Linked DNA regions of Mus musculus: region 1 is linked to region 2. Evidence: chromatin contacts called from public Hi-C data. All regions are on one chromosome and are shown on one strand. The core of a region is the stretch at or near the end of the contact, and the rest is flanking DNA. Distances in the headings are between cores, read along the strand shown. Region 1 has its middle 53 kb from the start of Mylip. Region 2 overlaps Dtnbp1 (dystrobrevin binding protein 1).

Region 1 (3,491 bases), core at 822-3,321, 520 kb after region 2:
TGGAAAGACGAGGGGGTGGAAGGGATAGGACAACTTGTGGGAGTTGGTTCTTCTATTATACAGGCAGCTAGAAACTTTACCCACCTTGCCGTTTTGCTGTCCCTAGATTGGTTTTATGAGCCCTATATACCAAGTTATACCAAGTGTAAATCATTTTCTCTCCTTTTGGGGGGGAAAGTGGTAAAATAAAGACGAATCATTGTATCTACAGCCAGAAAGCACCAGCCTGGCCCTCACTGCTCAACCAAGTGCCTTGTATACAATGGGCTTCAAGTAGACATCCAGGCAATGAGTTTCTCAAGGCGCCATTCCGTCAGCAATTGCAGCTTACAGTACTCAGACACTGCTGGCTTGGGGTTTTTGTTTGCTTTATTTTTAAAACGAATATATGTTGCTGTGATCTTATTGAGCCGCAAACAAGAAAGGCTGGTGTGATAATCTTCTCAACTTTATGGGAGTTTAGAATCACCATGGAAACACGCTCCTGGGTGTGTCTATAGAGATGTCTCCGGAAAGAACTGTTCCCTGAAGAAGGAAATCCCTCCCTAAAGGTGGGTGGGCGAGATTCACAGGTTAGGATTCCTGGCTGAATTAAAGGGAGAAAGTTGTGTGGACCACAGTATTTATCTCTCTCCCCTACCTGGTCATGGTATGACATGTCTGATCTCCTCTCAGGTCACCACCGAGATGTGGCCAACCCTCAAGCTTCGAGCCAACAGTAAACACTGCCTTCCTTCAAGTTGTTTTTATCAATTGTTTTGTCACAGTGCTGAGACACATACTAATGTGACAGGCGAGGCCCAGTAGCCAGCACTGTAGAGTTTTGCTGCAGTATGTTGTCTTCTGAGCATTAACAGCCATTGGTGATCCAGCCTGTTGGTGTTTTCCTCACAGAGGGGTGGGGTGGGGTGGGGAGGGTTGGTCCGCCTTCCCAGAGATTCTAGCCAATCACGCCTCATTGCGGTCACCTCCCAGCTGTATGTAATTCTGCCTCAGCTGAACAGTTATGTTGGAAGGTACCAGAAAATGTATAGCATTGCGGTTCACCGAAGGCCTGGACTCTATGATATAGCTTCTAGGAGTCATTAGGCATGATGGGGTGGCCCTTTTCAGGGATGCAGATGTTTATGAGTCACCTCTGATCCTGTAGGTAGCTCCCAGTCTGTGCCCCCATAAGTTCCATCAATTCATTTGATTCACCAAATTGGACCTGGGTGACATTTTTTTTCCCTTTGGTTTGTTGTAGGAAGAACCGTTGCTGTGATCCGTCCTCTGTGCCCTGTCTGAAATGAGATGTGTATTCCCCAGAAAAGTCCTTGTAACAGGTACACTTCAGCCAGACCCACAGTGAAGGGTCGTGACTCACCATGGCGCCTTTTCCTTTCTTTGCTAGGAATTTGTCCCAGCAATGGGCAACATTACTACTTTTCTTCTGTCTATTTTTTCTTCAAATTAAAATTTAAGAATAGGAACACGCATGTTACGAAAGCCCTCCTACCACCTGGCTTTTGGAAAACTTGATTTGCGGGAGCAAGCTGTTCGTTCCCAGCGTGCTTTTCCACTTACATTTGTTTTGTTGTGGGTATTGGCTGTGTTGTTTAGGAAATCCAATCTCGCTCCTTACCTCTAGTCATTAAAACGATGTTGGGTTAATGGAAGTTATTAACCAAACACTTTTCCATTTAAAACTGGAGCTTAGATATGTATTTTAGTGTAAATCAATTAAAAGTCAAGATGCTTGTATTTGGCTTGAAATGCATTGCCCAAGGGCTTTGAGTGACATCTGAACTAGAATAACCCCTATCCCAAGCCTTGCTTCTAACTTCATGCTTGGCTCACAAGAGTTCCTTGTTTGCACAAACCACTCCCGACTGCAAAATGGGGGAGGGGGAAGGTTAAAGCTGGAAACACACACCTCACAGAAGGGTGGAGTGGAGAGGGTTGCTCTGCCCTCCCAGAGATTCTAGCCAAACAGTCCTGACTGAGGTCGCCTCACTTGTGCTAAGTCCTTCTGCTAAGTCCTTCTCAACTGACCTGTCACCTAATGCTGTAAGATCCTATGAAGCAATGTACAGGCGGTTGGATCCAGTCAAGAAAATTGGTTGGAGTCTCTACTGCCACCTCGAGGTTATTGAGCTGAACTACAAAAATGAGAAAAAAATAAACTACCAGGCATTTTATGGTTTGTTTGTTTGTTTTTTGGTTTTTTTTTTTCCATTACAAACTAACTAGCATAATAGGAAATCCTTGAGAGGAGTGGATAGTCCTCAGAAAAGTGGGAAATTCCATCAAGGAATGGGCCAACGAGCCAGAAAGATGGCCTGTCCCAAAATCATCCCTCCTGAGCTACAATGGCTAAGCTTGACTCAGCAGCTACATCTTAAAGCTCTATGGGCCAAGGGCTGCTCCACAGGGAGAGGCTGTCAAGCCCCCATGTGGCTTCCCAAGGAGGAGGGGCTCATGAAACAAGCAGGAATGAGTATGTCGGGCATTTCCTGGCTGTAGAACGGATGGCAATCCGATCATGTTGGTGGGCTTTCTGCCGCCATGAGGGAACAACTGGAGAAAGCAGCTTAAACGAGGGACCTTTTGTTGTGAATGCTGACTTCACAGGTCCTGGGCCTGTGGTCAGACAGTGAACCACAGCAGAGTGTGTGAAAACAAGGGGCTGCAAGCTCCAGTAGCCAGGGGTGCAGAGACACAGGAAACATCTGGGCTTCTAATTTATCACTTTTAAGGGTGTGCCAGGGACCCAACTTCCCGGCACTGGGCCCCACCTCCTAAAGGTTCCAACACCCCCTGATGCCTCCTCAAGACACCCATGGTCTTTGTGAGGCAGTTAAGATCCAAACTATAAAACCGTTTACCATTCTCTATGTCCTAGAATCTAGACTCTTAGCTTGTTCTTTGATGCATTTAGACAAGACAGAAGTGAGATACAACATGGAGATTTAATGTTCCCTCATGATTTTATATCCACGGGAGGCCATTCCCCCCCCTCCCCCAATATTTAGAAAATGCATCTTAAAAACCTCCCCATCTGAGACACTGCGGAGGAGGGGAAAAGGAGTGGTAAACTGTAGTTTTCTCCCACGAGCTATTTTAGGAGAACTGTCATCTATGATTGAGATTTTGCGTCTCATTCGGGCTTCTGTCTACTTTGTTTCTGAAGAGCTCTTAGTTTTCCGTGCCCTTCCTGTGTGTCCAAAGCCATCTCAGACTGACCCAAGACTCTGATGACCTTTGACTTGCGGAGCTTGGGAAGAGGGTTAGTTCTTAGCCGGGGGGTGGGGTGGGGGGGTGGGGGTGGGGGGTGAGGGGTACCAAGAGTCCCCCCCCACACCCCATGGACCTTCTGTGGGGAGTTTTGGGATGACCTCTTTCTGCCTCACATGCCTGTGGTCATGGACAGAGCTATTTTCTGTATCTTGCCAATCCTTACCTTCTAGGCAAATGATGATCAGAGGGCCAGCTCATTAGTGACAACCCAT
Region 2 (3,234 bases), core at 524-3,023:
CTCTGAGTTTTTCATATTGGCCTGGCTGCAGTGAGTTCCATGCTGTACAGGGCTAGGTAGTGAGGTCTTACCTCAGAAAAAAAGACGCCCAAAAAAGTTCAGTTCTCCTGCCATGCCTCAGGTGTTGCAAAGTACAGGCATATACTGCCGTGCCTGGCTACAAAACTGATTTTTGCCAAAGCAAAGATGAGCCGTGGCTCCCTGGAGCCCAGAAACAAACACTAGAGCAGAGCGGCCAGTGGTCCTGCTCAGTGTCTAGGATATGTCCGTCCGCCATCCGCCCAGGGTAACCTGAGAGTGATGTTTCCCAACGCTGATTGCAGAAATTGGTCAGTTGTGAGTCTTAGAAACATATTACAATTCCAATCAAACTAAGTTTACTGAAGAACTAGGAACAAGGACAAAGGAGGTAATGGGGCGGGGACTATTGTCCACCATTCTCTGCATCGGAAGACTGATGCTGTCCTGTGTGGGGTAGGGAGCTCAGCGGTGCCACTGCCTGTGAGATCCAGTGGAACACCTTTAACCCACTTAAAAGTCTTGTCCCCAGACATTGCCAGATGTCCCATAGAGTCTAGCTAGTACTTAATGAAACACTTAAAAAAGTCACAGTGGAATGTCCTCAACTGTAGTTAAAGGTTTAGAACACACAAAGGTGTGTAAGGTGGCCAGAGCAAGTCACCTTGAGAAATACTGTTTTATCAGAGAACTGTGAAAGTCAACATGTAGACTCAGTGAAAGACTTGCTTACTGTCAAAGGCTAATGGTTTCCTTCCACAGCCTGATGGTGAGGCCCTATTCCTGAAAAGAGCACTAATGTCACTGCATCAGCAATTAAGCTGGCGCCCAACCCTACTGACAGCCTCTGTGGTGCTGGGAGTACTTCGCAGGTGTGGTGGGCTGAATGAGAATGACTCCCACTGGCTTCTTTATTTGAGTATTTGCTTTCCAGTTGGTGAAATTGAGGATTAGGTGGTGTGGCATTGTTGGAGGCGTGTCAGTCACTAGGATGCACGCCATTCTTTAGTTCTGTGAGTGTGAGTCTGTGCGTGCGTGCGTGCGTGCGTGCGTGCACCTGAGGATCCAGATGCTTCATGAAGTCCCACGCCTGCCTGAACGATTGCATGCGCTGTCACGGTCATCATGGAATCCAACCTTCTGAAACTGTAAGCCTCTTATCCGAGCAACAGAAAACTATCTAAGACAACATGCTAGAAGAGGAGGAAATAAAGTCATCCGTGTCACCCAGCTACAAACCCAGTGACATACGGGTGCGATAGTGGCCCAAAAGTTATGGGAGTGACCACCCACTTTTGAAAAATCAGCTTTGAGGTTCATAGCTTATCTTGAGACTGCTAAAGGGGTCCCAGATCTGAGACTAGATAGGTCACAAACCTAGAAGGAAAATGATCACTATGATTATGCTAGAGGAACAGAACAATAAACTACTGCTACTGACATTGCCACACACAGTCTTACTCAACTCTATCAGAGAAACTACTGCTTGCTTCTTGATGGGTGTTAACACAGACCCACAAAAAACAACCCTACAACATAAGACAGAACATTCGGTCCTCAGTAGGGTGTCTTCACATCCCTTCTTGAGATTTAGACATTTATATGGAAGAAGAGACTGAAAGATTGTAAGAGCTAGAGGTGGCGGTTGACTCCAAGGAAACAACCCCTTCCAGTCACAACTGGACTAAGACACATGAACTCAGATTGCTACAGAAATGGACAAGGTCTGCTCACGTTCATGCCAGACAAAATCCAGCACAGAGAAGAGGAAGTGGGAACAAAGTTCTCTCTCTAACCAGGAAGCTCTTTGTAACTGACAGATGCTGGGGAAGGGGAAATCAGTTTTCTGGGATGATGTTGGGTACACACTCCAGGGCATGCCTGATGGGGGCACAGACTTCATGTTGTGTGGCTGTTTTATTTAGGAACTTTTTGGGCTTTTTGTTGTTGTTGTTGTTTTCTCCCCAGAGAAAAGGGAGGGAGGGAGGGAGGGAGGGAGGGAGGGAGGGAGGGAGGGAGGGAGGGAGGGAGGGAGAAACATGAAGTTGGTTGGTGGTGTGGTCTGAATGAGACTGGAACCCAGAGGATCCTATATTTCTATGTTTAGTTGGTAATCTGCTTTAAGGATTAGCAAGTGTGGCACTGTTGAAGGTATATCTTTGTTGGAAGAGGTGTGTCACTGAAAATGTCTCTTTTAAAAATACCCTGAATACTTCTTTAATGAAAGGGAAAACCAATAATAATCCATAAGGAACTCCCCTAGCTAGGAGCTTTGTCTCAGAGCCTTCTGGGACACTGAGCTCAATCATGGCAGTATTTTCTCCTGTGGACGTCAACACTCACCTCATTCTTTCCGTGCACTTGAACACCAGAAAGGTTAGTCTAGTGGGTACAGGCAGCCCTAGCCCCATGGGCCTTAATCTGTCAGCAGAGATCCTTATAAACTTGAAACCTAACTTGGAGCCAGAAGCTAGGCAGCAGGCAGAGCTGGGCATCTCTCAGGAGATCTGTCCAAACCCAGAGAGTGTTGCCTAGACATAAAAATCAAAGATGTTCCCTGAGAGATGATGTTGGGTGCAGGGGATGAGGACTGAAACCGGGACCTTCCATGGCCCACTGGGCCTTAGTGCACTGTGAGCTGCAGGCCTGCAGTGCCCTGCTCCAGGGCCTGCTTTTGCTCCCTGCCGCATCATGCATGGCTCTGGAGCTCACAGCTGAATTTGCATTCTCTCCTGACACATTTTTGGATACAAAGTTCCATGGCTTTAATTAAAAGTAAAACTTGTAAAATGAAGAAAAGTTCCTATTGCTATTTCTAATCTCATGGAATTGCCTCCCCACGAGAGACATTCTTTAATGTTGACTGATACTCTAAATTAAGGATCACTTCGCTCCACCCCTAGAGATGAAGATCCTTCCTGAAGCAGGGTATTTTGTCTGTCTGGGCAGGAAGTCTGCAGCAGCTCTCCACAGCCAAGGTACCCGATTACTGTTTAAAAGTCCCTTCCATTCTAGCTAAGGCAAAACTTGTTCTAAAGCGCTTGCTTGAAAGATACATGTATTGGCAACATCTGCCTGGTTTCTTTTTTAGTTATAAAACATATTCAAATATGTTCTGGAAGCTTGAAGAGAATTATTCTTGAGATGTTCAAAACCACAGTGATTATCCCACTGGACAATGCTTTGTACAACAAGGACCTATTTATTGTGTGCCTT

The links. Hi-C and Micro-C count contacts between places; a contact is called where the count stands out from the background.
Region 1: a contact with region 2 is called in a Hi-C map of bone marrow-derived macrophages, with 14 read pairs. The contact joins two enhancer-like sites. A contact is called at or near these places in 1 of 484 Hi-C or Micro-C datasets (bone marrow-derived macrophages) and 1 of 9 other capture datasets (embryonic stem cells).

What each region holds. Positions count from the first base shown.
Region 1 is chr13:45,440,665-45,444,155 of GRCm38.p6, forward strand. No RefSeq gene overlaps it. Among named protein-coding and RNA genes, the nearest start is that of Mylip, 53 kb to the left of the region's middle. Within about 2 kb of position 2,072, at least 140 of the 459 cell types and tissues checked have an H3K27ac peak or open chromatin away from gene starts, as enhancers often do. A contact at or near this core is called in bone marrow-derived macrophages, where this site is marked.
Region 2 is chr13:44,924,733-44,927,966 of GRCm38.p6, forward strand. All of the region lies in intron 8 of Dtnbp1 (dystrobrevin binding protein 1), which reads right to left. Among named protein-coding and RNA genes, the nearest start is that of Dtnbp1, 76 kb to the right of the region's middle. Within about 2 kb of position 1,774, at least 12 of the 459 cell types and tissues checked have an H3K27ac peak or open chromatin away from gene starts, as enhancers often do. A contact at or near this core is called in bone marrow-derived macrophages, where this site is marked.